5 separate regions of the Mus musculus genome follow, and all the other regions are linked to region 1. A link is a contact called in public promoter capture Hi-C data. All regions are on one chromosome and are shown on one strand. Each heading gives the region's core, a stretch centred on a gene start, on an enhancer-like site or on the middle of the called end of the contact. The rest is flanking DNA. Distances are from core to core; before and after follow the strand shown.

Region 1 (5,663 bases), core at 2,234-4,733:
CTTGCTGGGCCTTCCCAGTGGGGACGGTAGTATCAAGGCGATGTGCTCTATTGCCCTAGAGACCTGGACCTGTTGAGGACAGAAGAGCAATCCCAACAGGCATCTTAGTCAGCTCACCTCACAAAAGAGTGTGTCATACACATTCCAGATGGTCTCTAGGGTCACGTTTGTAAGCCCTGTCTCGTTGGCCACCATGTTCAGAAATTGCTATAAAAAACGGAGCAGGAGATCAGCACTGTTCTGGAGAAAGAGCAATCTGATGACCTACACCCACGCCCCAACTCACTGCATTCTGAATACTTCTGTTCTGATACTCTGGTGTCTGCCGAGTCTCATTCTGCAGCTGCTCATAACGGGGACATGGACCCAAAGGAAACTTCAGCAACTACAAATTAAGGAGGAAACAGGCAGAGAAGGAGTCTGGGATCAATAGGCTTATAACCATAGTTGTTCCCTCACCACTTAAGAAGGGCTGGCCAGTCTTACCCTGTCTTCAGTGATGGGCACAGTGTGAACAGGGATAGGCTGCCATGAAATGTTAGGGTTGAAGTGCTGAACTTCATTGGGAGGGAAGAGTCCAGCCAGGTTGGCCTCAGCACTCATGAGAGTACGATCGAAGTCTGTGCTTCGCACATAAACCTGTAGATTGGCAACACAAATCTCTTTGTGTGTAGAAGCACTTTTGCTCCTCCCCAGAGCCCCAGGGTAGAACCTGTTGTTGATTACTCAGTACTTTATAAACTTACCATGCATGCACACCCTCTCTGCTGCTTCCCTATTCATCAAGGCCTCAAACATTCAGCTACAGGCTATCACCACTATATAAAGCACTCAGACTGTGGGAATGACTCTAGTTCAAACACTCTTTCCTGTTCTTCAAAAGCACTCATTTGGTAAACTATCTGGTCTTGGAGACTTAAATAATTGGTTTGTCTCCCATGAAGAACAGAGTCCTTGTCAGCCAGAATAGTACATCCCCATCCATACACATGGAGACAAGATCTCAGTATGTAGGTCTGTCCTAAAACTCACTATGAAGACCAGGCTAGCCTCAAACTCAGGAATCTACTAGCCTTTGCCTCCCAAGTGCTTGGATTAAAGGTATGTGCCTCTAATTCAGCTTGGCATTCACTTTTTTTTCCTTCTCTTTTGTCAAAACAGGGTTTCTCTTTGTAGCCCTGGCTGTCCTGGAACTCAAGAGATCTGCCTGCCTCTGCCTAACAAGTGCTGGGATTAAAGTTGTGTGCCACCACCACTGGTTTGGTACACACTCTTAATTCCAGAATTTGAGAGGCAGAGACAGGAAAATCTCTGAGTTCAAGACTAGCCAGTACCATAAAATGAGACCCTGTTTAAAAACACAAAAGCAATACCCTAGAGTCCAAATGGCAAATACCACTCTTCACCACACTCCCTTTCCTTTTATAAATGGGAAGAAGGGGGGAAAAGGAACAGCGAGGTGACTTGTGAAAAGGGAGGAAGAAAATAGGGAAGCGAAGGGCAAGCTCAGGGTAGAGCTAGGTCTTTAGGGAACAGTAATCTAGAGGATTGAGACAACTGTGGCTGCAAGCAGTAACCATGGAACAGCTATCTCCACTGGGGTAAGCAGAGAACCTCAGGAGCTAGCACATTTGCCAGTCTTCACTGCCCCTCCCCCGATTTAGCTTGGCTCTGTTCAGCTTATTAGACTGCTCTAATATAAGCTCTATTATAGAGATCATAACTCTATGGTATACCATCATAGGAAAAACATTACCACAGTGCTTGGCCCTCAGGTGACAATAAATGTCTTGGACAAAATGCCTATTTATTGTTTCAGAGTCAGAAAGTACTTTATCAGACCCTTCCTCATGTCTAAGTTGGACCCCTGGTCAGTTTTGTCTTTTCCCAGACAAGCAGAGACACTTCAGACTCCAGAGCCGTATTCTAGACAGCTCTTAGATGTCTTGTCCAGGGACCAAAAGTTCAAGAGGGAACCTTGACTGCCCAGGCTCATCCTTAGATTCTCTGCAGTCAGAATATAATCCAAAGATCCCAGTCCTTTTGCCAATCAAACTCCCAACCTTACCTCTTGCCTGTGGTAAGAGGTGTTCAGAAAGCCATGGTAGCGTTGCCGCAGGGCCTGGCCCAGCTCCCAGTGCTGTAGCATCCCTTCCTGTGGGCAAACCTGAGAGTTAAAGTCCAAAGAGGAGCTGGGCATGGTGGCCTTTAATCCCAGCAGTCACTCTCTGAGTTCAAGGCCAGCCTGGTCTACAAAGTGAGTCCAGAACAGCCAGGGCTCTGTTACACAAGGAAACCCTGTCTTAAACCTCCCCCAAATCCCCAACCCCTGGGGAAAAAAAAAAAAAAAGTCCAAAGAGAGGGGATTAGCCACAAGTCCTATGTATGGCATTTAGGCATTCTTCCCTTGGCAAGAGGTGAATTTGATTCCAGAAGTGGCCAGTTGTAATGATACTGTCCCCTGCACAGAGTTGTTAAGAAATCTGGTCATAGCCAGAGATGTAGCTCACTGTGCTTAGCATAGACAAGGTTCTGGGTTTAATTTCCAAAACCACAAAAACAAAACAACAAAATAGACATCTGGTCCATCAGAACCCATGTGGGAAGCTAGTAGTTTAAGGAGCCCCAGTTTCTGTGCTCCAGATGTGATTCATTCCGTAGCATATCCCGAGACCTTGCAGGTTGGCTTTTGACCCACCTTGGTTAGCTGACCAAATCCCTGGGGCCATTTCTCTTCCTGATAGGGGTCCTTGGGATATGTCTTCACTGGTGACCGATCTCCATGTCGATACAGCTGAGCAAAGAAAATGGTGTGTCTATAGAATCAGAAGGGTCTTCTAGTTAAGGACAGGACCCACCTCTGCACATGCCAGGAAAGGAAATTTCACTCCATCTTTCTCTACTGAGCGATGAAAAAAGACCCCAGTTCGGGCGATGCAATGTAACCTGAGATAATAGGTAAAGCCCCAAAGCACAGGTAGAAGAGTAGTGAAAGCAACGCCTTCTGGGGGAGGAAGTGGGCAATGGGACTGGGAAAACAAAGATCAAAGTCGTCTTTATGGGTGACTTTCAACCTTTTAACTAAATTCCCATCCTAGGGAAGAATATCTCCTACTCGGTCGTCCTGCCCTAAAAAAAAAAAAAAAAAAAATAGCCTAGGGCTCCAAATCAATTCTTAATCCAGCCGCACAACCCACTATGGGCCAGCGGTTTCCTAAACCGGTTCTTTCTCCTCCTTGAGAAGTGAGACCCCGGCCCCAGAACACAAGCTCTGCCCCTCCCTCTACCAGCCGGCCTTTGCCCTTTCAGCTTTGGCGAACCCGTTGGTGACTCCGTCACCCATTACCAAGGTAACAAAGCGTAGACTCCGGGCCTGTATGGGTGGCATCACCGTTAGGCACATGCCAAGAAGGAACTGGAGAAGAGCCGCCTGGCTCCAACCAGTCTGTCTGCCGGCCATCACTGTTGTAGGCTGTGTAGCAAGAGGCCGGAACGCCTTGGGCGGTACCTGCTGCAGCCGCCCGGATGCATTCGTAAGGACACTTGCCGGAAGTGCAGCCTTCGCCATCTTTCTTTGGGTTGCGGGAGACCGGGAATGAGAAAGTCTGGTGGGAGAAGGCGGAATTTGGGAGGGAATGCAAATGGAGAAGGTTTGCGATTGGCGGTGATGAACGAGGGTGGGACTGTTGCGCGACCTTCCGGGCAGAAAAGGCTTAAACACCTCGCTTTTGTAGAGGCGCTAGGTCAGGCTTACCCCTTCTTCTACAAAGCTGGTGCTTGCCCTGGTTGGGGTCTGGGCCTGGAGAGCGAGTGCCTGCTTTGAGGAATGCTTCTGAAAATGATCCCAGAGCCTCGGCTGGTGCAAAACTGGGGCAAGGTGTGGGGAAGTACAGAGCCTAACTTTCTGCTCTTGGGTGTGTAGTTTAGTGTAAGCCTTGGCTTAGACACTGTTCCGATAAGCGGGCTTGTTTGAGATGTAGGGTACTGCATGTAACCAGCCCTTTGGACTCCCTGTGTCCTTGAGGTAGATCCAGTCTAGTCTGCCATTCATGTCCTGAACAAACCTTCGTACTCCCCAGTTTTTTTCAGCTCTTTTCTTGTGCTTACCGATTTCTAAATTAAATTAGACTCAAACGTCATGTTTGAGGAGGAGTTGGATTGCATAGGATGTTCCGATTTCCCAAACCCACTACATTGAATTCTTATGGGAGGAATCTCAGAAAACTACATCAGTTTTGATGCAGGCATATAACTGGAATTGCCACAGAATCAGAGTTCCTCCAGACATTAGCCTTTAGGATTTGGAGGCAGGCAGCCAGTTGGGTGTCTGGATGTTGTGATTCCAAACCTTAGAGTGACACACAGTTGCAGATGAGATCTTGGGCCCTTGATATGCTTTAATGCAAATCTGATCAGAATTGATACTGTCCCAGGACTCCAAATAAAATTATGTACCTTACTGCCTAAACTTTACTTTCGATGTCACCTTGAGAAAGACTTGGGGAGAATAAGAAGGCTTCAAAACTAAATAGTTTTAAACTTAAAAACAAACAAATCTATGTGGTGCATGCCTTTACTTCCAGCACTTGGAGAGGGGGGTAGATGTCTGAGTTGTATGTAGGCCAGCCTGGTCTATAGAGCAAGTTCCAGGACAGCCAGCGATACATGGAGAAATACTGTCTGGAAAAAACAATGATGAAACAAAATATTTTCTATGTATGGGTGTTTTGCTTGCATGTATATCTGTGAACCATGTATATACAGTGTCCTTGGAGGCAAAAAGGCAGCATAGGATCCCCTGTAGACTTTAAGCAGCTGTGTGGGTGCTGGGAATAGAACCTGAGCCCTCCTCTGAAGGAGTTGCCAATACTTCTAGCTGCTTAGCCTGCAGCCTCAGTTCTTTTTTTTTTTTTCTTTCTTTTAGATTTACTTATTATTATAAGTACACTGTAGCTGTCTTCAGACACACCAGAAGAGGGCGTCAGATCTCATTATGGGTGGTTGTGAGCCACCATGTGATTGCTGGGATTTGAACTCAAGACCTTCGGAAGAGCAGTCAGTGCTCTTACCCACTGAGCCATTTCACCAGCCCCTCAGCCTCAGTTCTTAATTTTCTTTTCTCTTTTCTCTCTTATTATTTTGATTTTTGAGACAGGGTTGCTCTGTGTAGCTCTGGCTGTCTTGGAACTCTGTGGACCAGGCTGGGTGTTGGGATTAAAGGCATGCACCACCTTGCCTGGCTATTTCTTAACTGTTTAAATCACAGGTTTCCTATAAATCACATGAAAAATTAGCCCTCTCTCCAAAAAAAATGTGTCTACACATGAACACAGAATATAGTTTTGCATATAATGTCAAGTGATTCACAAAGATCCTCCATCAACTTATAAGGTTAGGAAACCAACCCAGAGAAAAGTAGTTTGCCTAAGCGTATACAGTTTAGAGAGTGGATTGAAATTCATTTGCTTATTTTTGTTGTTGTTTGTCTTTTGAAACAGGGTCTTATATAGCCCAGGCTGGCCTCCCACTTCTGATCCTCTTATTACCACGTGCTGAGCTCTGGAATTACAAGTGCGTTCTGCCCAACTCAGCAGTTTTCTTCTCAACCTCCCTCTCTTCTTTCAGACAGGATTAGGGTTTTGCTGTGTAGCCAAGGCTAGCTT
Region 2 (5,663 bases), core at 1,670-4,169, 510 kb before region 1:
TTTTTTGGGGGGGGGGGGCAGGGTTTGGTTTTTCCAGACAAAGTTTCTCTGTGTAGCCTTGGATGTCCTGGGACTCACTCTGTAGATCAGGCTGGCCTTGAACTCAGAAATCTGCCTGCTTCTGCCTCCCAATTGCTGAGATTAAAGGCATGTGCCACCACTGCCCAGTGGTGGTATACACTTTTAATTCCAGCACTTGAGAGACCAAGGCAAATGAATCTTTGAGTCCAAGGCTGGCTACATGTAAAATTCCAGGCTACATAACAAGTTATTGGTCTCAAAAATCGCTAAAAAGTAATAATAATGAAAGAACCCAGGCTGTTGAGATGGCTCAGTGGATAAGAGCACCCGACTGCTCTTCCAAAGGTCCAGAGTTCAAATCCCAGCAACCACATGGTGGCTCACAACCATCCATAACGAGATCTGACTCCCTCTTCTGGAGTGTCTGAAGACAGCTAAATAAATAAATCTTAAAAAAAAGAAAGAAAGAAAGAAAGAACACAAAAAGGCCCAGAGAGTTCTCTCACCAGAGGTCACAGGCTAAACAAAGAATGAAGAGTAAGACTACAGAACCTCAGATTTCACCCACTCTCCTGCATAACTTTTCTATGGACATAAACTGAAAATTTATACTTGCAAACTTACCAAGAAGCCAGCTATCTTTGGGCATCCCAGTTTCAAACTGACTGGTTAAAGAAGACCGCTGTAGCACAGCACAGTCCTGGAGGCTACCTGGCCAGCTTGTCTCCACAGTCATCAGTGCCCCTCTGATGTCACACACCACCAGGCAGTTTAGAGAATGCAGACCCTTTCGGTTCACGTAAGAGAGGTCTTCCGCATTTGGTGCCTTGATTGCTACATGGATACAGTCAGCCACCCCTATCACCCCTGGCATCCCTGCCAATCCATAGAATTCGTCCTTTAGAGACTGTACGGCAGCTTCATCAACTGGAAAGTGAATAAACTGTGAGGCCCGTTCCACAAGGGCTTCAGTGACATTTGCAACGCAGCGACTCATAGAGGCCTGGCTAATTCCAATTGCATCTCCCATCCGAGTCTGGAAGGACCCTGAGGTATAAAACCCTAATGCTGCCAGGATCTGTGTCTCAGGGCTAATAGCCCTAGATCTCTGAGTAGGCCGAGAAAGGCTTGCCCCCAAGAGTTCCACTAAGAAGTATATGAATTGTCGGGGGAATCCATACATGGACATCAAGTATTCGTCAGTCACATCATCCAGCTTAAAACGGTCCAAGGTCCGGTGACCTCGGCCATACAGCAAGAGATCACAGTCAAGCACTGTTATTGGAATAGCCATTGCTAATGTGGAGGTCCTCTTCTATCTGCTTTTCCCGAATTTTTCCCAGCGCAGTAAGTATCAGAATTCAACAGCTAACCATCAGTTAAATGGCTCTGACATTTATAATCTTCTTTCTGTAAATGTTAATTAAAAGAAAAAAATAATTAGAAACGTGATCCAAACCATACCAAATGACTCAAAACCTACACCTTTTTCAGCCATTCACTTGTTAACTCTAGATTTATCTCCACTGACTCACTATTGTATGACAAACTTGATCTAATTTGCAGACAATAAGAGTTCAATCCCAGTGGCTCATCTACTGCCTGGCATTTCAACTGAGAACAACACATGAGAACAAACAATTTACAAGGTAAAAGAGGTCTGTGGCAACCAGGAGACAGCTGACAAGTTGAAAACACCTTAAGGGTTACTCAGAGGTTTGTTTTGCAAAGCCCTATGGCTCCACAGATGAGGGAGTGCTCAAACCAGTCCAACTAGAGATGTAGAACAAAGGGGGGGTGGGGGGGGGGGAGAAAGGAAGAAAGACAGTCTGTGGCCCTGCCTGGGGACCTACACTGTCTGCTGTAACAGGCTTTCCCTTCATCTCAAGAGACCCAAATCCCGAAGCTTTAGGCTAGAAAGGAAGGAAGAGTATAAAAGGAAGGAAAGGAGGAAAAAGCTAAGTGAACCAGGTAGGTCTGGAACACCGAGGCCACTTTTCAACCCGCTTTCAAAACAGTATTAAGGGACAAAGATGGCTCCGAGGGCACAGGGTTTGCCTGTGAAGCCTGGTGAAATAAATTAGTTGGCTATCTGAGATCCATATGGTGGAAAGAAAGAATCGTCCAACACCCTTGCCACATCACGCCCGCCTCCAAAACATAAATGTATTTAAAAAGTTTATTCCTTTAAAAGCCGTGTAAGTAAAGATGCCCCAGCCAGGAATGGGCTCACTGTACTTGGGAAGTGTAGACCAGAAGATCATGTGCGAGGCAAGCGTGGACTACGAGCACCAGTCAAAACAAAGTAAAACAAAACAAAAAGCTCCTAAGGCTGGTCCAGCCTGTAATGTTAGCATTCTGGAAACTGGGTAGCATCGCCGCGTGCTCCATGCCTGCTGGAGCTACATTACGTTCAAAGCTAACCTGAGTTACACAGCGAGACCTTGTCTCAAAAATAGTAAGATAACCAAAGTCTGGCTGCTCGACCCAGAATAACCGAACGCTGATCGCCACCTTTCCGTAGCTACCGGATTAACCGGAGCACTCTCCACCCTCGGGGCCGAAGAAGGCCCGCCTCCGGAACCCACGGCCGCACACAAGCCGCCACGGTGCGCAACAGCCGCACCTCCCCTTCCGCGTCAGCGCCCGCCCCACGCCGCGTCATCAGCACCTCGGCCACCGCGGCCTGCGCTTCGCTTCCGTACATTCTACACGAAGCCCAGTCTCCAACTCCCTAAATTCCTTCCCAAACCCTTTTTTTTCTCCTAAAAGGCTTTAAAATTAATCATATGATTTATTTCTGGAAATAAGCCGCCTTTCTTGAAGACTCTGATGTACAGAAATATTAAATAGGTCGTTTGTGGTGTAGCGAAAGTGCAGCTGAATTTAGGCAGCTGCATTTCCTCCGTAGCGCTCTACCTCCCCACCGCCTGCACTGAAGCGGATGAAAACAAACACTAAGGATGGCGGCGCCGGGCAGCGACTGGTTGCTGGCTTAGGGCGGGAGAGATCGTTTGACGTGTGAAGGGGAAGCTCTGAGAAAAACCAGTCCACACCAGTCCGACAGCTTTTTCAGTTCTGGGATCCCGGAGCCTCGTTAGCGTGAGATATCTCTCTGCGACCTGTGCTGTCACTACCGCCCGGGAGCGCGGAACCCTCTGCTGGGAGGTGCAGTTGGCCGGCCCCAGGCCCCGGCCTCCGGAATGAGAGCCCGGAGCCACTCTCTGTGCCGTAGCTTCGCAGGTACTCACTTTTGAGGGTAATAACCCCCGGATCTTTCAGCGCCCCCGAGTGGGAGGTCACTGATCTGTGTTCCCTTGGCCACCACCTTGGGGACGCCCAAGCCAAGCAACCGAGGTTCAGTTCCATAATCCCCTGATTATGTTTTCTACGAGAAGTTGGGTTGGTGTAGACCCTGTTGGCTCTTGAGGCGTCCCAACCGTTACAGACATCCCCCGAAATTTTCTTGCTACTTTATTGTCTCTTTGAGTTATGTCAAAAAGATCTATTGGAGAACATTTGTAGGGCCGTAACTCCGGTGTTGGGTATCAAGGTAGGTTAGGTAAGTTTTCAGTCAATCAAAAAAAATTTTTAATGCCAAGTATGAAGTCCTCCTGTAAGTGAGGGTGACTTGACTAGTGAAAAAGGGGACTATGTTCTTACTGGCAGTGGAATAACCTGCGAAAACCTATTCTCATTAAATCTCTGAATTAAGTGGCTAAGCACCTTCTTGGGTTGTAAATCTCTCATTCACTTTTTTCCTAGTTAATCTGCTCAATCTATCCTCAAGGTAACATTCCTTTGTTGGCTCCCCCCTCCCCACTTCGGTGGTAGCCCGTAGCCCAGGTTGGCCTTAAACTCCTGTGCTTCAGTTATCTTCTTCACTCAGCCTCCTGAGGAGCTGAGAATACCGACGCAGGCTGTCACAGGCCTAGGTTGGGATAGTTGGAAACAGGGTTCACCTATGCAGCCAGGGTTTGTTTGCCTTGAGTTACTGATCCTCCTTTCCCGGCATCGTAAGTGTTGAGATTATCTAGCATATACCATCATGTCTAGTTTTGAAATTCTCCTAATGAAATATGTATAAATTTATTTATATGTATATGTTTATATGTATACAATAATTATATATCTATACACAAACACATACGTGTTCTTACTTGAGGTTTAACCTATCACTCTGCTCAGTCTACTACAGAGCTATATTCACAACCAATTAATCTCTGCTTTTTGAGACAAGATCTTTTTGTGTATTACACTTGTTGGCCTGGAACTCACTATGTAGACTAGGCTAGTATTGAACTTGTTAGCAGTCCTATTGCCTCTGACTCCCCAGGTCTGGGCTATAGGCATGTAATACAACCAAACAACACTATCTATCTATCTGCTCTTGTAGGTTTTTGAGACAGGATATTTATATAGCCTAGGCTGGTTTTCACTTTATATAGTTTTGGGTGACCTTGAACTCCTGAATCTCTTCCTCCTGAATACTAGAAGTGTGAACTACCATACCAAACACTATAGACTGAATTTAAATCTTTTAAAGGCTTATAACTCATTAAAATTATTTTCACATTCATTTTAAATACCTGCCTGCTTTTAACTGTAGAGTGCATTGGAGCAACTTATTAGAAAAGTCTTCTGCGGGGCTGGAGAAATGGCTCAGTGGTTAAGAGCACTGACTGCTCTTCCAGAGGTCTTGAGTTCAAATCCCAGCAACCACATGGCAGCTCACAACCATCTGTAATACACCATGATGCACTCTTATGGAGTGTCTGAAGACAGCTACAGTGTACTTACATATAATAATAAATAAATCTTAGAAAAGAAAAGTCTTCTGAAGGCCATTGTAAGCAGCACAGGCAGCCTAATGTCCTTGGGCACACGAGAAGGGATGACAGTGTGAATCACCGCTACTTAGAAAAGCAACTGAATGGCCAAGTACAGTTGACTGTTAGGAAAAGTATTGGCTAAGTGAAGAATTAATAGAAGTCATAACAGGATTACAGCTTTGGAAAATGCTGCTTCCACTTCTGGTTCACAGATATATGAATAAAATGTAGAATTAAAAGACATTTTACACGCCGGGCGGTGGTGACACACGCCTTTAATTCCAGCACTTGGGAGGCAGAGGCAGGCGGATTTCTGAGTTCGAGGCCAGCCTGGTCTACAGAGTGAGTTCCAGGACAGCCAGGGCTACACAGAGAAACCCTGTCTCGAAAATACCAAAAAAAAAAAAAAAAAAAGAAAAGAAAAGACATTTACAGTTCTTTTAAAGTCATTTTTACAGTCATTTTAAAGGGGTTACCTCTCCCTTTTAGTATTGTCAATGGCTTTCTTATTTAAAGATAACTTAAGATGGCATTAAGGTCAGATTCTCTGAGGTGGATGTTAATTACTCTGTTTTAAATAAAGATTTATTGTTTTGTTAATTATTTTACCTTTAACCCTTTGTGGATTTTTTTTCTCTCCTCCCTCAGCCGAGTTTATTTTTTGGATTTTGTTTATGTGAATAGGCACATGTGTGCCAGGGCACTTGTGAAGGACAGAGAATGTGTGGGAGTAGTTTCTCTTTTTACCATGAGGGTACAAGGATAAAACCCATGTCATTAGGCCTTGTGGCAAATTCCTTTACCTGCCGA
Region 3 (5,663 bases), core at 856-3,355, 450 kb before region 1:
CTCCAACTCCCACATAACCTCCTTCGCTAGTAAAAGCACAGTAGTGCCAGCCAGCTTCCTGGCCGCTCTCACCTGCTTCTGGTGCCTTCTGGGAGCCGGATGTTTATCTGCTAGTCAATGGGTAGATGAAGCCTGAGAAGGGAAATTCTAACATAAAATGGTAGAAATGAAATATATCTGCCACCTGCAAAAAGCCACTCTCTCAGATTAATATTCCATTTGGACCAGGTAAACCATTTACCTAGAAAGTATTTAAAATTCACTTCAGGCGCCGGGCGTGGTGGTACACGCCTTTAATCCCAGCACTCGGGAGGCAGAGGCAAGTGGATTTCTGAGTTGGAGGCCAGCCTGGTCTACAGAGTGAGTTCCAGGTCAGCCAGGACTATACAGAGAAACCCTGTTTCGAAAAATAAAAAATAAATAAATCAAATTAAATTAAAAAAAAAATCACTTCAGGCAAAGGCTTTGACTTTTGTAAAACAGTGATTCTCTCTCTCTCTGAAATTCTTGATGTTTGTGGACTTTTTCACTAGGAAAAATGAACAGATCCATGGAAACCTTGCATGCATTTTAAAGATTTCACAAACCCCCTGTTATTGCTTAAGAACCTATTTCAAGGGCTAAGTCCATAGCTCAGTGGTAGAGCGCTTTGCCTGCATACACAGGGTCTCTCCAGCACATGCGCGACAAGAGAGCGCGCGCGGGCACACACACACACCAAAGCAATTTATTCAGAGTGATGCACATAGCACCAGAGTTTATTCAGAGTCTTCACATAGCAGACTGTCATTAGCTGAATGAATGAATGAATGAATTTCATAAGTGGAGAAGGAAACGGATATTTGTACTATGAACTGGGCACAAATTCACCTCACAACTGCACTAGTAGTTCAGCATATGCTATAAAAACCATTTTACAGTTTGAACAAAAAGCGGGGGGAGGGAGGGAGGGAGCAAACTGCTACAGATCATAGAACCCAGACGCAGGATTTTAACCCACAAGTTCCAGTTTGAGGTGTTCTCTAGGTTAAAGTCAACCCCCTCAACAGTGATCTTAAGTGACTGTCGGTCACAAAGTTCACTGGGATCCAAGAGGCGCCACGAAAGGGCAGCCAGACTTCTCAGGGCAAACTGAAGTCACAGTACTTGCTGGTGCTGGAATCAGACTGTTTTGTGACTTTGGAAAAACCCAAATCCTACAAGGCTGCAACTCTAAACTATAATCATGTTTGCATAGAGTCCGAAAACAAACAACGAATGGAGTGTATTTCGTTTCACAAGAAAGTGAGATGAAAGCACGGCCTATCAAGTGACAAGGTGGATCACTTCCCCTGATTTCTAGCTCTCAGTGCTATGCCAGATCTGATCAGGACGACTTCTCCCTCCCTCCCACCGGCTTGCTCTGGCTTGGCCTATGCCTTGCAGAGGGAGGGCAGGAACAAGTCAGAGAAAGTGGCTGTCTTCTCATTGCAGGCGCCGAAATGGGAAAAATCCCGGCAGCGAAGAGACCCAGGCCCTCGGGCCCAATTCCACTCCCGACCCACTGCCTCGGATTTTCCCCTTTCCGACCCAATTCCTTCCGTTGACCAGAGCAGCTCTTCCCCACCACCACGCCCAAAGAGACCCCGCGCTCCGCAGCTCACCTCGTTCCGGCAATGCTTCCTCTGCCACGCCTGTCAAAGCTCGGCAAACATCCGGCTCCGAGATGGGAATGGGAACCGCCCCCTCGGGGGCCCCCAGCTCCCCAACCACTTCCGCCATTTCTTCTACCTACTTCCGGCTTGCTGCCCGGACCAAACAAGGCTTTCTTGGTGCTCCGCCCACTTCCGGCAATCACCTGACAAAATGTGAGGTTAATTAGCCGAGCTGTCCGACTCGCCGCTACCTAAAGTGAGTGAGTTGGGTTCCGCTTTTCCAGATGCAGGAAACTAGCGGGCCTCTGAAATCCTAGGTTCGTATCGCCCATCGGACAGGGTTTTATCTGTCAAGTACTTCCAAACTCCCAGGTCCATCCTTCAATGATGCCTAACCACCCGGATTCTTCCTTGAGCTTAAATTTGAAAATCAAGGACTGTTTCCGGGAGGAACCGGGACAAAAACGCTCACTTCCGGTAGAGGGGAGTGGCGAGAGAATCTCTGTCCCACGATGAAGGAGGTGGAGGAGGTGATCTTGGGGAAAATAGAGCCGCACCGTGAGTGACCTGCGATGTCTGCGACCCTCAGCCCTGGACTAGATGGCCACAGCGTTTTTCTAGTCAGCGCATTCCCTTACATCCCTTTTTCTCTTGAGCCTGGGATCCTGCTCCGGTGCCCTAAGAGACTAGACTCCCTCCCAACCATTCAAGGGCCCTACTAACTAGAACCTTGCTAATCCCTCGGACTCTTGGGTCATAGCTGACCCTGTACCTCTCTTTCCCCAACCCCACGCCTTCATGGACCACTCCTTTACTGCCTTCCCGTCTCCCTGCAGCCCCAGAGCCACCCCTGGGCCAGGATTCAGGATGGAGCCCTTCCGGAAAAGGCTTTGCTCCGGGCCTCAAAGCCTGCCCGCCGGGTACGAGCCCTGCCATCCTTGTTCTAAGGAGCCTCCCCCAGGGCTTGGCCGTGGGCCCCTCGAGATCCAGGAATCAGCACTTGGGGGTCTGGTGTGTAGGAGCACCCCTGCAGCCCGGCCTGCATTGGGGACCTCTGGAAGATGAGTCCGTCCTGGAGAAGGGCGAGGGAATGAAGACACCGCACGAGGAGGTATTGAGGAGTCGGACATCTGTCTGAAAGTTTGGGGGAGGTTCAGACATTTCCGGACAGCTCTTCCAGTTTGTTAGAAGCAGGATATTTTCAAACTCGAGAAATAATTGTCCCTTCATTGCAGCGCTGTCTTGCTCTACCTAAGCAGCAGTAACTAAAGCAGATGCAAAGAAGTTGTGAGAACCTGAATTCCTACTGTGTTGGCAGAGACAAAGGTCAGAAGCTAAGGTTACCAGGATCAGATTCAAACCTGTTAACTAGTTAGCTAAATTACACACCTAATATTACTCACCTGTAAAAGAAAGTTGTGGCTGTTACCGAGATCCTTTGGAAGACCAGAGGACACGATGCAAGCCAAATACGCCTGTGCTTTGTAAGCATTAGTAAGGATTGTTTAAAAGTATTGGTGCTCTTGCAGCGTTTTCTGTTTGGTATTTGCTGAAAGGCTGTGCTGTTTAGAGCTTTCCACACCTTTAAGGAGAGGTGAGTGGACTCTCTGGTCTTCACTGACTGAAGATATAAAACAGCACCATAGAACTGGGCGCGGTGGCACACGCCTTTAATCCCAGCACTGGGTGGGAGGGGGGCGGGGGGAGGCAGACGCAGAGGCAGGCGGATTTCTGAGTTCGAGGCCAGCTTGGTCTACAGAGTTAGTGCCAGGACAACCAGGGCTACACAGAGAAACCATGTCTTGAAAAACCAAAAAAAAAAAAAAAAAAAAAAAACAAACCACACAGCACCATAGTGTAGAGGCAACCTCAGAGGCTGCTGCTAGCCTTAGAGTTTCATCTTATGAAAAAAAAAAGTGGGGGAGGAGTTGGGGAGTGGTGCATGTCTTTAATCCTAGCACTAGGGAGGCAGAGGCAGGAAGATCTCTGAGTTCGAGACCAGCCCGGTCTACAGAGTGAGTTCCAGGACAACCCTGTTTCAAAAACAATCAAAAAAAAATCCCAAAAGTTTCAGCTTAGCTTTGCCCCAGAAAGGTTGTGCCCAGATTTGCTTTGCTTTTGTTTTGCTGTCTGCCCCTCACTCCTCGCAGGCACGGGGAAAGGGATCTCATTGTTTTATTCTAGGACTTCTCGTTAGCCCCGTGCGGAGCCATCTGTCCCCGGCAGCAAAGTTCCACTTGGACCAGGTAAGTAAAACTAGTGCGCGCACACGCTCTGCTTGGGATGGAACCTGAAGCCAATTCTCGTTGCCTTCCCGGCGGTCTTTTCCAACGTGTGATGCAAGGGGATGACGGAGGGGTCAGAGGAAGCCACGTGAGGAGGGTCTGTTGAGCCAGCTCCTGCTCTGTCTTGTAGTTTGGTGCAGGAGGGAAGACTGCAGAGTGATGGCAATGCGTCCTTGGTCTGGATCAGGGAGAAGCTACACCTGCAGGTGGACCAGACTATACTGCCAGGCTTTGAGTTGCTGCTGCGCCCACAGTCTCCGCAGAAGAGTCTAAGTGTCCTGCACCCCAAGCTGGAGGAAGAAGTAGCTGAGACAGGAGAGGCGTCTGCTACACAGGAAGAGGTGGCCTCCCCGCAAGAGGATTCAGCAGGGTTTTGCACAGGTATGTATCCAGGAAACATTAGTTCCAGGTCATATGGCCACATATAAGACTGTGGCCTTCTGGTCTACACGAGACCCTGTCTCATATCAAACAAACAAGGACCTGGGAACTGGCTGCATTAGTGAAGTGGCTTGCTGCACAAGCCTGAAGACCGGGCTTGGGATCCCCAGCAGTCACATAAAAGCTGACAGTGGTGCTGGGTGCTGACACACACGTATTTGTGAACCCAGCTCTTAGGCAGAAACAAATGGTTCCCTGGAGCTCGACGGCGAGACCATCAAGTCAGTGACACCCGGGTTCAGTGAGAGAGACCCTGTCTCATTTAAGAAGACACTGACATTGTCACCTAGCCACAAAACCCATAATATAAAAATATGAATGCCCACTCCCAGATTGCTACAAAGCACTGTGTGATAGGAAAGGCAGTGAAGCTGGGCGGTGAGGGTGACCCCAGCATTCGGAAAGGCATTTTTGTTTGTTTTGTTGGTTTTCAAGACAGGGTTTCTCTGCATACCCTTGGCTGTCCTGGAACTCTCTCTGTAGGCCAGGCTGGTCTCAACTCAGAGATCTCCTGCCTGTGCCTCCCAGTGCTGGGACATTATTGCATGTACATGGGTGTTTTGCTTACAGTATTTGTGTGCCACGTTGTGCAGTGCCTGAGAAGTCCAGCAGAGGGCACTGGATCCTGTTGGAACAAGAGTTACAGGTGGTTTTTAGCCACCATGTGGGTGATAGGAATTAAACCTTAGTTCTTTGAAGAGCTTTCTCATTTTCCCCAATCCTGGTCCCCTTTGTCTTTCAGACAATACCCTTCTCTCTGTCTTATCTCTGGAATGGGAGCAGGGTTTTTCCTTTTACAGATGAGCTCAGGCTGGGAGATATGAGGGTCCAATCCCATATGTATCTCCAGTGCAGAACAGGAATGTCATTCTCTGGAGTGGCCTTACTTCTAGGGATTAACCAGGTCGCCTTGATGCGCTTTCCCAGAAGTGTTTAAGCTTGGGCAGGAGAGATTCATGTGTTTGTTTTCCTGCTAAAGAACAGCATGTGTGATGTGCCAGTAATACCATCTGCCTGCTACCAAGCTTGCCTAACCCTGGAACCCCATCTCTTTCCTCATAGATCCTGGTCACGAGTCATCCCATAGTATCCAAGAAGACAATATGCTAGTCTCTGAATCTGTGACCAAAACCGAAGAGCAACTTTTCAAGGATAGCCAACCCATTGGCCTGTTGCTTCACGATGACAGCATGGATAAACAGTGCCTACCACAGACTCCACCTGAGCCTCAGAGCACCTCAGCTGCCCAGAAGAGCCCAGAGAGCAGTGAAGCCGGTTTATTTCCTCCTGAGGGTGCCCAGGT
Region 4 (5,663 bases), core at 2,011-4,510, 320 kb before region 1:
ATTTATACCAGGCCGTTTTTTAGACTTCCTTCTTCAAAGCAATCTAAATCTCTTCACGTGGGCCTCAGGCAGACTCTTCAGACAATGGTAAAAAGCAGCCATATTCTTCACCAAAATACCACAAAAACAGTCTCTACTCCACATACTGAAATCCTTCTCCTGAAACCTCTTGGGCCTGATCTGCACAGTTCAAATCATTCTCAACAACAAAGTCTTCCATATTCCTACTAGAATAAGCCCATTAAGCCCCAATTAAAGGATTCTATTGCTTTCCAAATCTTAAGTCCTAAAATCTACATTTTCCCAAACAAAAGTCTGGTCAAGCCTATCACAGCATTACCCCAGTCCCTGGAACCAACTTCTGTCTTAGGGTTTTACTGCTGTAAATAGATACCATGACCAAGGCAACTCTTATAAGGCCAACATTTAATTGGTGCTAGCTTACAGGCTCAGAGGCTCAGTCAATTATCATCAAGGTGGGAACATGGCAGCGTCCAGGCAAGCAAGGTGCAGGAGGAGCTGAGAGTTCTACATCTTCATCTGAAGGCCACTAGGAAAAGACTGGCTTCCAGGCAGCTAGGATGAGGGTCTTAAAGCCCATGTCTCCAGTAAAACACCTACTCCACCAAGGCCACACCTCCTAATAGTGTCATTCCCTGGGCCAAGCATATACAAACCATCATAATTAGCTACTGGTAGTAAACATATTTAAGAATCTTACTTTGTTCAAGGCCCCAGGCTAAGCTAGAGAGATTATAGAAACTGTAATGTACTATTGTAAATTGTTCAAAAGATAAATATGTTAAACTCCCTCAGGCGCTTTTTTCCCCAGGCTCACAAATGTGTTCCTTGAATCTAGTATAATGTTTAATATCCAACAGCCATCAATCTCCCAGGCACTAGACAGCCTGGCTTTACTAAATTATAAAGTTTTCATTTGCTCTTGTTAGGTTTGTGCTGTTTTTTGAGACAGTCTCACTCTGCAATCTATTTTGGCCAGGAACTAACTATGTAGCCCAGGCTAGTCTCATGCTCACAGCCATCTTCCTGCTTCAGTCTCCCACATATTAAAATTAGAGGTGTGAACCATCATGCCTTGCAAGTTTTCATCTTCATCAAGATTTTTAACCACTGGGAACTGGAGAAACAGCTCAGACTTAAGTACACTTGTTGCTCTTGCAGAGGACCCAAGTTTGGTTCCCAGCACCCACATGTCTGCTTATAAGCATCTGTGACTCCAGTTCCAGGGAATCCAATGCCTTCTTCTGAAGGAAGTCTGTGGGGACAAGCACATCCATGCTACACATACATATACAGAACGAATACTCATAAATCTTGGGAAAAAATATTTTAACACTATCCAAAGCTATTGTTAAAGAAGTTAATTATTTTTAATTGCTCTTTCCAAACTGAACTGCTGCTGCTGAATTACCACACACCAGCCCACATAACTCAAAATTGATAATCCAAACTTTAAAAGAGAGGAAAGTATATGGCATATTGTAATGGAATACCTTTGCTTGCCACCTCCTTATGTGAACAGCATTAAAAACGTATGTAAAAATGTTGGGACCAGAGAGGAGGGTTAAATGGTAAGGGTGTTTTCTGCCAAGCCTGACAACTAAGGTTTGGTCCCCAGACCCACACGATAGACGTCAGGCAATTTGCCTGACACCAAGCATATGCACCCACTCACAAAAATAAACAAAAGGTCCTTAAAAATATGTATATGTATAGGTGTTTTGCCAGTGTGTATGTGTGTGTGTGTGTGTGTGTGTGTGTGTGTATCACGTATATGCAGCACCCATGGATGCCAGAAGTGGGCATCAGTCCCCATGGTCCTGAAGTTACAAACGGTTGTGGCTGCTGGGACTAGACCCAACTCCTTTGAAAAGCAACCATTGCCCCCTAAATACTGAGTCCTCTCTCCAGCCCCAGGTAAAAAAAAAAAGTAAAAGTTTTGTGTACAATTTTTTCATTACAGGCTTACTACAGTGATTTAACTTATATTGGAAAAAAAAAAGTTGATTTTGATTTTCTCTTTATTAAATCGTACTTGACCAGTCACTTTAGAAAAGTCTCAAATGACCATTAACTTGATTTATATTCTCGCTCTTTAGGTCACAGAAGATGTTTTCAGGGTGATGAAAATGGAGAAAAAATATTTCACCTTTCTAAAAATGAGTTTCCAGTTCTATAATTATGCATAATGTAATACAAGCATCCTATCTGGGCCAAGATTTAATGCCTTGGTTCCTAGGAGAATTAAGAGTCATGCATAAATTTGGGACAAGTTCTGCAAAAACCTCTACTGGTGCTGAATCAGAAACTCATTGTTAAGATTCATCAACAAGAATATATTCTTTTACACACAGCAGCCTCTCTGGCAACATCTCTTTCATCCTGCCCTCCGCAAGAAACAAAATGGGATGCATTCAATCTTGCATAGCAATTACCACGACTTTGGGCAGCTCTCTCAACAAGGATTTGCTAAGCGCTAAAAAGTGAGAATCTCATTCACCTAGCGGCAAGGCCTGGCTCACCTACCCTGCTGGCTATTGTACTGGTGCCGGAAACCTTCAGAGCTGCAAAATCCCTGAACTCTGCTGACACTTTCTGAGGGAGAAAACCAAGGGCGGGGCGGCGAATGAACAGCATCCTTACAAAATCATCACAGGTAGTGGACGCAGGGATGGAGGCAGGCCCAGGCACCAGGCTCTGGTCCCGGCTCGGAGGAGACAACTAGGCCCTTCACACCCACCACAGCCCTCCCGTGCTCTTGTTCATTCATTTAACAATTCCGCGAGGCGCACTCCTCCACCAAGGGCCTGCCGGCAGGGCCCCCGCCCCGGCCTCGGACAGCTCAGCCTTCAGGCGCGGCCCGGGGCCGCCAGCGAACCTCCGAAGCTGCAGCAGCTCCCCCGCCGCGTGCTCTGCTCACCTGAACCCCCAGCCCGGGTCACCAACACAAGCGAGCGCCCACGCCCCCCGCCCTGCCAGCCGCGGGCTCCCAGGCCTCCGCCCCGCTCCGCCGCCTCAGACCTGCCGGGTTCGCGAGAACGCGGAGGCGCGCGTCCGCGGGGGCCCCGCCCGCGGCCGTGGGTCCTCTAGCGCGCGCGACGCCGGGTCCCCAGGGTCCAGGCCGGCAGGTGAGACCCACTGCCCACTCACCTCTGCCGGGTCAGAACCGAGGGGCCTGCTCTAAGCCGTTTAAAACCGCTTGGGCCGCCGCACACCCCGCAGTGTCCTCGTTGTTCATTGGTCCTCGGAGAACCGCCTATCGCCCCTTTATTGGTCCGTTTGAAAGAGCTGTGGGCACGCGCCGCCTGCGGCCTTAAAGGGAACGCGCGCAGCTGTGTTTCCCAGGGCTGCGGGTCAGGTGCTTGTCACCCAGTGGCTGGAGGAATGGCTACCAAGGCTTCTGATAGAAGAGCGAAAGGTGTGTGGAAAACTCTGCATTTCCAGTCATGATCACGTTGCCTTTACCTACTGATGTTTAAACTGCTGTCAACATCTCCCTCCCACACCTTTTTTTTTTTTTTTTTTTTTTTTTGGAGAGCTTGCAATCATTCTGTGCTGAGAGGAAAGCAAGAGGCAACTGAGATGTAGTGGAAGGAGCCTCGAATGCTAAATTGTAGTCTTGGACTTCTTTTGAACAAATCACTTTTCTCAGTTGATCTGGACCTCTGTTTCTTTGTGTAGGAAATGGGATAATTATGTTTTCCTTACAAATTTAATGTAAATGTTTAAATTTCCTTACAAGTTTAAATTAAAGACCGTGGTGGCACACGCCTTTGATCCCATCTGAGGCAAACAAATCTCTGAATTTGAGGCCAACCTGGTCTACAGAGCCAGTTCCAGGACAGCCAGAAAAATCCTACCTCAAAAAACAAACCAACCAAACAAACAAACAAAAAATCAAATTTAATGTAAGGATTTAGTACAACAAGCTGAGAGTCTAGGAATGGCCTTTATGAACTACAAGATTTACTTCACAAATGCTTGTGCTTATGAAAAGGAGAGGATTCATTTGATGAAATATGATTGTCAAAAATCTATTTTACTACATTTCATTTATGTGCACTATGGGGTGTGGTACAAGGAAGTTCAAGGACAACTTGCTAAGCACCAGTCCTCTCCTTCCACAATATGGCTTCAGGAACTCAAATTCAGGTCCCCAGACTTGACAGCAAACACCTCTACCCATTAAGCCATCTTGCCTGCACTGTTTTAGTCTTTGAGACAAGGTTCCACTCTGTAGTCCAAGCTAACCTGGAACTGGCACATAGACCAGGATGCCTCAAATTTGTAGCATCATTCTACCTACACCTTCCAAGTACTGGGATTACAGACACGTGTATAACAATGATTTTTTTTTTTTACAAATTTAATGTGAGGATTTAATATAACAAGGCAGAGACAGACCGATCTTTGATTTCAAGGCCAGCCTGGTCTACAAAGCAAGTTCCAGGACTACACAGGGCTACACAGAGAAACCTTATCTTGAAAAACCAAAACCAACCTAAGAAACAAAGAAACAAACACCCAAGAGTTAGAGAAGAAAGATGTGAGTATGGTGGGTCTCACCTGTAATTTTAGCACTCTAGGGGTAGAGGCAAGAGTATGGGATTTGAGGCAAGCCTCAGCTATGTAGTGCATTGGAAGCCAGCCGGGGCTGTAGGATGTTGTCTCAGAACAAAGATTTGGAGACACAAATGCTCAACCTCACTGTTAAATTTGAGTGCAAATTTCTAGGAGGACAATTTTGAGATCTACAGATTCTCTAGCTCAGTAATGCTACTAAGAGGCATTTATTATGCACATATACAAAAAGTGTAAGAATGTTACTGAGCCACTGGGATATTAGAAACAGAAATCTGGAAATCACATGGCCATATAAATTATGGGATGTCCATAGAACACTGCACTCTAGGTACCAACTTGTGTATTAGTCAGAGTTCTCCAGAGTCCCAGTCCCCTGGGATTAAAGGGGTGTACTACCTTGCCTGGGCCTCAGCTTTTCATGGCCATTATGCCTCAAGATCTTCATGTCAAGATACAGGTCAGAAGCCTGTGTCTTCCAACCTCAAGATCTGGATCGCAAATATGTCCTCCCATTTCTGCAATGTGGTTCATTCCAGATGTAGTCAAGTTGACAACCAGGAACAGCCATCACAGCAGAGGTGGGCCCTATTTTGAAAAATGAGTCCAAGAAAGAGTCAGGATTAGAGCCCAGAGCCTGGGAGGGCTGTTACTGCCCAAATGGAAGTGGAAAATCAGGAGAGGCCTGTCTCACGGGAAGGGAGGAGAGGCCAGTTTTAAGCTTGTTTACTCTCAGGTACCAACGAGATGTTTAAATGGAATCATCTAAGTAGGCTTACGAAAGAAGCTGGAAGACTAGATTAAGTCTTAAGTGGTATTGATTTGGGAATTGCTTTCTGTAGAGTGAGACTACAGGGGCAAGAGAGGAAGGAGTGAAAGAGAGGTGGGAAGAACAGTTACATGTAAGGAAGGAGAGGAACTGTGCCCTCAAGGAGTTTGTGGGTAGGCTACTAAAAGCAGCTAGTAGAATTTTTGGAGACCCTCAAGCAGGGGCTCCTTTTGTTACACAATTGTCTTATGAGAACACTAACGCAGCTTGGCCACCCGGCCATAGAAAGCAA
Region 5 (5,663 bases), core at 902-3,401, 320 kb after region 1:
GAGAGTCATGGCTATTGAGGCTTGGGAGGACAAAATAAAATTCTGGTAGTGCTCTGGCAGGATGGTGAGGTCATCAGCTTCATTTGGGAGTGGCAGACACTTAGACCTAGATATGGGACTTGGAATGAACTGCAGGCACTCGGACACTGAGTCGTGCCCCGGTCACCTTAGGCAATTTTTTTTTTGTTTTGTTTAACTCTCTGAGTAAGGCTTCATCCGTGTAAATGGCACAATGGAGGGCCACACAAACTGGTGCTAAGCATACGCCACCCAGACAGCAATTGTGAGCATGGTCTGTACTGGGACATGGTACTGGGACAGACCTAGAGGCGACTGTTCTTTACCCCTGGGGAAAGCGATATGGTCAGGTTCTTGACATGACAAGGTTAGAGCCTCAGTAAATGGAGAGCTTGGGGAAGCATTATCCAGTCCCTGGGAGTCACTAATGCTGGGATTCTGTCATGCTTTAACGTGGACTCCAAGGTGGAGGCAGGCAGGCAGGAAGCTAGAGACAGACAACTCGGGGCAAGAGCTTTTCTGGGAAGTACCCTGAAAGTGTGTGTAGCCTTGAGTCTCTTGCAGATTCCGGGGGTTGAGGGGCTGCTGAGAGCGGCCAGGTCCAGCTGTGCAGCTGTGGCGCACTCCTGGATGTTCGCCTGCAGTCCACTGCCCAGCTGTCAGAATAAACTGCACTGCCATATAATTCTCACAAGAAAGACCTCAAGTCCAGCTGAACGCTGACTCCTTCCATACTTTTCTGACTCTCTGTCCTATGGGTTATGGGGTGAGGGTAGGGAGGAGGGAAAGGGTCCATCCATAGTAGTGAGAACTACACCTGAGAAGTGTCCGGTCCACTCTGTTTCTTCATACAAAGCTCTTTTGGACATATAGATAAGCCCTCTTCCATTTTATGGATGAGAAATCTGGTGCCTAAACGAGGGGTACACGTTTTGGCTCAAGGTCATCCACTGAACTCTTAGCCTTAAACAGAGGGTTTGTTCTTTTTTTCCATTTCAAATCAGTGCGCTTCTCTACCAGCTCTCCCTCTTACACAAAGGTCAATGTGTTTCCCGCCTCAGTGACCCCTTTTGCAAAACCAGAAGAGACAAGGGAGCGAAGGAGGAAGCAAACAAAGGCAAGCACAGCCTCTGTCATTTGTTTGCTGAGAGGTGGGAGCTCTCCCTCTGCCCGGCAGCTTTCCTGGCAGGTCTTCGCTCGAAGCTCCTGCCCACCTTATCCTTTGCCACCTCCCCTCTAAGTCAGATGAACCCACCAGTGCCAAAGGTTCTTGTGTGTCCAATACCCTTCCTACCTTCCGTACTCCACTGCACATGCCCCTGAACCCTGGATCCTTTCCTCTAACAATCCCATTCCCCAGCAGGTCAGAGGAGGATGGTAAGGCGTCAGGTGGGTCTCAGAGCTCCAGGAAAGGAAATGGCTGCACAAAGCTCTGTCCAGGTGAAGCTCAAAAATAGTCATCTTCAAAGAGGAAAACTGGGACAGAGCTGGATAGACCCAGAGCCATAGAACCAATGGAGAAGGTGCAGCGATGTCAGACTAAGGGCATCTCCAAGCCCCTAGCGCCTTGTTCCCATATCCCAGTTAACACTGCTTTCAAACCGTGCCAGAACCCCCCTGTATCTTCCTTGAAAGTCCGCATCCTTCCAAGAATGTGAGCCCCACTTTTACAGAAGCAGTCAATAAGTCCCTTCTCGTGGGGAAAAATGCCCCATTAAGGGGTCCCCGCAAGCCCCTTTTCCATTATCCCTGCCCTCCACCCCTCCCTCTGAAGTAAAAGCCCCTGAGCCTCTTTCATGAAAAAGCGCCCAGGTCCTCCTTTCCAGGAAAAGGGACCGGGTCCCTCGTGCCTCCCGCCGCCCCCGCTCGCATAGAAGAGAAGCCTGCGCCCCCGCCTCCTCCGGGCTGCCCTCACCTGGCTGGTGGCGGGCGGGTCGGCTTCGGTCCCAGCCGGCTATCCTGCTCGGTGAGGACGCCGGGCTACACACTGGTCGCCCGCGCTGCGGCTTGACCGGGCCTCCAGGGGTGGCGGGGGTTTAGCCGGCGACGAGTGGGGACCCCGGCAAGGGAGGCGTGAGCAAGTGGGAAGGACAGCAGAAGCTGAAGCGGAGAAACGCAAGGGCGGGGAGCAGGGGAGGCGGAGGGGAGAGCGGAGGACGAGGGAGGGGCGCCGAGCAGTTGGGCCTGGGGCACCGCACCGAGCCTGCGCTGAGCATGGGACCCTTCCTCATTCCTGGATCCTGAGCGTTACCCACCGGGTGCCGCGCTCAGGCGTCATTGATCCAAGTTAGCAGGTGGGGAAACCGAGGCCGCTAGAGAGGCCACCCTAGGGTGGCCCAAGGCATCCTACAGACCAGCTTTCTGGTTTGTGTGGGGAGAGAGGACTCGGGCAAGGCATGGACTGTGCTGCAAGCAAGGACAGTAGGAGGTGAGATTTTGTATGGGACAGATGTCCACGCTGAGTGGCCTTGGGGGGAAGGTCTGAGGGAAGAGAATGATAAATGGGTCAATGTCCTTAGTAAAGTAAGAGGTGAAAATGCCCCACTTTTCCTTCCTCACTTCTGAGTCTGCAAATGCCCCTCCCCCTGCACCTCGTGCGTGTGCTAGCAAGGCTGGAGGAAGGACAAAGCTGCAGACATCAGCACATCAGCTTGAGACCCTCTGAGAAGAACAAAGAAGGTGCAGGATCCTTGGGACGTACTGAATTTTTCTTTTCCGGAAAAGGTTGAGAAGGGCAATAGGAGGTCCCCGTGTGGGGCATGGACTTTCTGGGGAGCTATGCCCACACTCGTAGGAGTCCAACAACACCTCAGGGGCTGAGATCAGCATCTCCTCCACGCCCCACGCCCCCCCTCACCCTCACAGGCTCGCAGAAGCCCTGGCCCTCAGGAGCTTTCCTTCTGGAATTCTCCACATACCTGGCCCCAGTTACTGGAGTATAAATTACCCATGGAGAAGTGATGAGCTTGGGCAGTTCCTCCACGCTGTTGGGTACAAGGAGGCACAAGGCAAAGTGCCTGCCTAGCCCTTGCCAGATCACAAATGTCTCCTTCTCCTTGAAAGCTGGGGAGGGGGGCACTCCAATGGGCAGGGCACTGAGGGTGGGATGAGTCCCACAGGGAAAGGCCAGGAGCCATCCTGTGACACCTGTGGTCCTCCTTAGGCACTGGACCTCTTATTCAGGGCAGGAAGGTGTGGGAGGGAGAGAGGCAGGACATTTGAATCCCAACTGGGGCTGGAAGACATTTGACACTTAATATGGAAGAACTCTCAACAAAGGAATCAGGGTGGGCTGGTAATGGGTAGATAACATGGCAGCCAGCAGGGCCTTGGGAAGGGAGAGGCCAGGGAAGGCATGATGGGGTGCTGGTGGGTGTGGGGGTAGTTAGGAGTGGAAGAGCCACAGATATACCAGATAGGAAGTTAGGAATCATCAGGGCTCAGAGAAAAGGGCCCAGGCTAAGTTGTAGTCTTTGCTTACTCCTACCTGGTTCAAACTGCAAGTGCTGGCAGTGCTGTGCCCTCTCACCCAGGATGCCTCCCTAGCCTGGATGTTACCTGCACACATTTTGGCCCCAACTCCCATTTGCATCTCTCTCCTGGAGCATTCTTGGCTGTGCAGTTAAATAAGGCCAGAGTAATGGAAAGCTAGAACCCTCTAGCAACCCTCAACTAATGAAGGGTAGGGGCTGGGAGTGAATACTGCAGCTTCCTGGTTCCTCAGGAGGAACTTCCTATACCCAGTTCCAAGATGTGTTCTAGGAGAATTAAGAAACCCTTTTAGAGGCTGGAGAGATAGTTCAGGGATCAGGAGTACTGGCTGCCCTTTCAAAGGACCCGAGTTCAATTCCCAGCACCCACATGGCAGGTCACATCTGTCTATAACTCTAGTTTCAGTGGAACTGACACCCTCACACATACTACAAGCAGGTAGAACACCAATGAACATAAAATAAAACAATAATTAAAAGAAAGAAACACCTTTAGTGACAACTTAGTAACATCTGCATGCTTTAGTTTCCTTCTTTCCTTTCAGGACCCACCTGTTTCCTGGAATTACCTCCTAAATAACTATTCAAACCTAAATTCATTCACTCATTCTCTCTGTCTCTGTGTGTGTGTGTAAATTTCTAAAGATTCTATTGTGTCATGTGATGTTTTTCTGGAGCAATGATTGAGAGAACACTGATGTTTGGAAAGAGTATACGTATAACCCGACAGACAGTAGACGAGGCTCTGGCATTGGTTCGCCTTGCTTTCTTTGCTGATCTTCATTTGTTGTGACTTCTCAGAGAGTAATGCACTAAAGAACTTCTGGTGGTGATCTAGCTGCTTGTTGCCACTTCATGGGACTCGTGCCCAACGGCAGAGCCTTGACGTTTCTTCTGGATTGAGCCACTGCTGATTCGTGGTTGGTGTGTTGCTAGTGTACTGGCTTGCTGACAATGAAGATTGGAATCTCTCCCAAAGAACTATTGTTAAACAAGTCCCTAACCCCCGTTTCCTATTTACCTTTCTTTCCCCTTCCTCTGGTAGGTTGTGGGCTAAAAGGGAGGTTGAAGTGTTATTAGTCTCTGTATGTATACATACATACATAGGCTGGATTCACTGCTTCATATCATACATGCATGAAGGTACCCACAGAGGTCAGAAGAGGGTATCTGATTCTCTGGAGCTGAAATTACAATTACAGGAGCTGCCTCAAGTGGGTGCTGGGAACTGAACTCTGCACGTGTGGGTTTTGTTTGTTTGTTTTTAATATTTATTTATTTATTATATGTAAGTACACTGCAGCTGTCTTCAGACACTCCGGAAGAGGGCATCAGATCTTGTTATGAATGGTTGTGAGCCAACATGTGGTTGCCGGGATTTGAACTCAGGACCTTTGGAAGAGCAGTCGGTGCTCTTACTCGCTGAGCCATCTCTCCAGCCCTGCACGTGTGTTTTTAACCTCAGGATCACCTCTCAAGCCTCGGAGCCCAAATTCTTGGCACAGGGTCAGCCCTCAGGTGAGCCAAGACTGGGTCCTTAGCATCTGTCTGGGATTGGGCTAGGTGCTTTTCATAGCCATTATCTCATTTACTTTTCTTTTTCTTTATTACATATTTTCTTCAATTACATTTCCACTGCTATCCCAAAAGTCGCCCCCCCCCACTCCCCTACCCACCCATTCCCATTTTTTGGCCCTGGCATTCCCCTGTACTGGGGCATATAATGTTTGCCTGACCAATGGGCCTCTCTTTCCAGTGATGGCCGACTAGGCCATCTTTTGATACATATGCAGCTAGAGTCAAGAGCTCCGGGGTACTGGTTAGTTCATAATGTTGTTCCTCCGATAGGGTTGCAGATCTCTTTAGCTCCTTGGATACTTTCTCTAGCTCCTCCATTGGGGGCCCTGTGATCCATCCAATAGTTGACTGTGAGCATCCACTTCTGTGTTTGCTAGGCCCCGTCATTTACTTTTCTGACCACCCTCAAAAGTAGATAGCACTAAACTAATTGTACAAATGAGGCATAAAGAATTTAATGCAGGTTGGGGATTTAGCTCAGTGGTAGAACGCTTGCCTAGCAAGTGCAAGGCCCTGGGTTCGGTCCTCAGTTCTGGAAAAAAAAATGTTTAATGCATAGGCTGCGGCCCCAGAATC

Evidence for each region. Promoter capture Hi-C pulls out the DNA fragments that hold promoters and counts their contacts.
Region 2: a contact with region 1 is called in a promoter capture Hi-C map of embryonic stem cells. The contact joins the promoter of Atg13 here to the promoter of Acp2 in region 1. A contact is called at or near these places in 2 of 39 promoter capture datasets (cranial neural crest and embryonic stem cells) and 3 of 115 datasets of contacts at active chromatin or transcription factors (bone marrow-derived macrophages, double positive thymocytes and embryonic stem cells).
Region 3: a contact with region 1 is called in a promoter capture Hi-C map of erythroid cells, with 18 times the contacts expected there. The contact joins the promoter of Zfp408 here to the promoter of Acp2 in region 1. A contact is called at or near these places in 13 of 39 promoter capture datasets (the HPC-7 cell line, cranial neural crest, embryonic stem cells and 8 more), 1 of 15 datasets of contacts at CTCF or cohesin (large pre-B cells), 7 of 484 Hi-C or Micro-C datasets (B cells, embryonic stem cells, muscle stem cells and 3 more), 11 of 115 datasets of contacts at active chromatin or transcription factors (astrocytes, bone marrow-derived dendritic cells, bone marrow-derived macrophages and 5 more) and 4 of 9 other capture datasets (adipose tissue, embryonic stem cells, liver and 1 more).
Region 4: a promoter capture Hi-C map of hematopoietic stem and progenitor cells shows a contact between it and region 1, with 3 times the contacts expected there. The contact joins the promoter of Ckap5 here to the promoter of Acp2 in region 1. A contact is called at or near these places in 14 of 39 promoter capture datasets (the 3T3-L1 cell line, the C10 cell line, the HPC-7 cell line and 8 more), 9 of 115 datasets of contacts at active chromatin or transcription factors (the NIH/3T3 cell line, astrocytes, embryonic limb bud and 6 more) and 4 of 9 other capture datasets (adipose tissue, embryonic stem cells, liver and 1 more).
Region 5: a contact with region 1 is called in a promoter capture Hi-C map of pre-B cells. The contact joins the promoter of C1qtnf4 here to the promoter of Acp2 in region 1. A contact is called at or near these places in 20 of 39 promoter capture datasets (the 3T3-L1 cell line, 3T3-L1-derived adipocytes, the C10 cell line and 13 more), 3 of 484 Hi-C or Micro-C datasets (Sertoli cells, conventional dendritic cells and cortical neurons), 10 of 115 datasets of contacts at active chromatin or transcription factors (bone marrow-derived dendritic cells, bone marrow-derived macrophages, embryonic basal ganglia and 7 more) and 2 of 9 other capture datasets (adipose tissue and liver).

Annotation. Positions count from the first base shown.
Region 1 is chr2:91,200,732-91,206,394 of GRCm38.p6, reverse strand. Acp2 (acid phosphatase 2, lysosomal) reads right to left here and starts at 3,483. Exons shown (of 11, transcript NM_007387.2): 1 at 3,347-3,483; 2 at 2,699-2,794; 3 at 2,069-2,155; 4 at 487-639; 5 at 287-385; 6 at 118-207. The coding sequence starts at 3,460. It also overlaps a transcript of Nr1h3 not described here.
Region 2 is chr2:91,707,848-91,713,510 of GRCm38.p6, reverse strand. Atg13 (autophagy related 13) reads left to right here and starts at 2,919. Exons shown (of 17, transcript NM_001355419.1): 1 at 2,919-3,264. Harbi1 (harbinger transposase derived 1) reads right to left here and starts at 2,659. Exons shown (of 3, transcript NM_178724.5): 1 at 2,260-2,659; 2 at 646-1,431. The coding sequence starts at 1,315.
Region 3 is chr2:91,646,233-91,651,895 of GRCm38.p6, reverse strand. Zfp408 (zinc finger protein 408) reads left to right here and starts at 2,105. Exons shown (of 5, transcript NM_001347175.2): 1 at 2,105-2,192; 2 at 2,471-2,745; 3 at 3,819-3,880; 4 at 4,050-4,300; 5 at 5,423-5,663. The coding sequence starts at 2,147. Arhgap1 (Rho GTPase activating protein 1) reads right to left here and starts at 1,778. Exons shown (of 14, transcript NM_001359970.1): 1 at 1,644-1,778; 2 at 73-132.
Region 4 is chr2:91,524,359-91,530,021 of GRCm38.p6, reverse strand. Ckap5 (cytoskeleton associated protein 5) reads right to left here and starts at 3,260. Exons shown (of 44, transcript NM_001165989.2): 1 at 3,172-3,260. It also overlaps the pseudogene Gm13770.
Region 5 is chr2:90,882,274-90,887,936 of GRCm38.p6, reverse strand. It overlaps C1qtnf4 (C1q and tumor necrosis factor related protein 4), which reads right to left and starts at 2,151. Exons shown (of 2, transcript NM_026161.3): 1 at 1,934-2,151.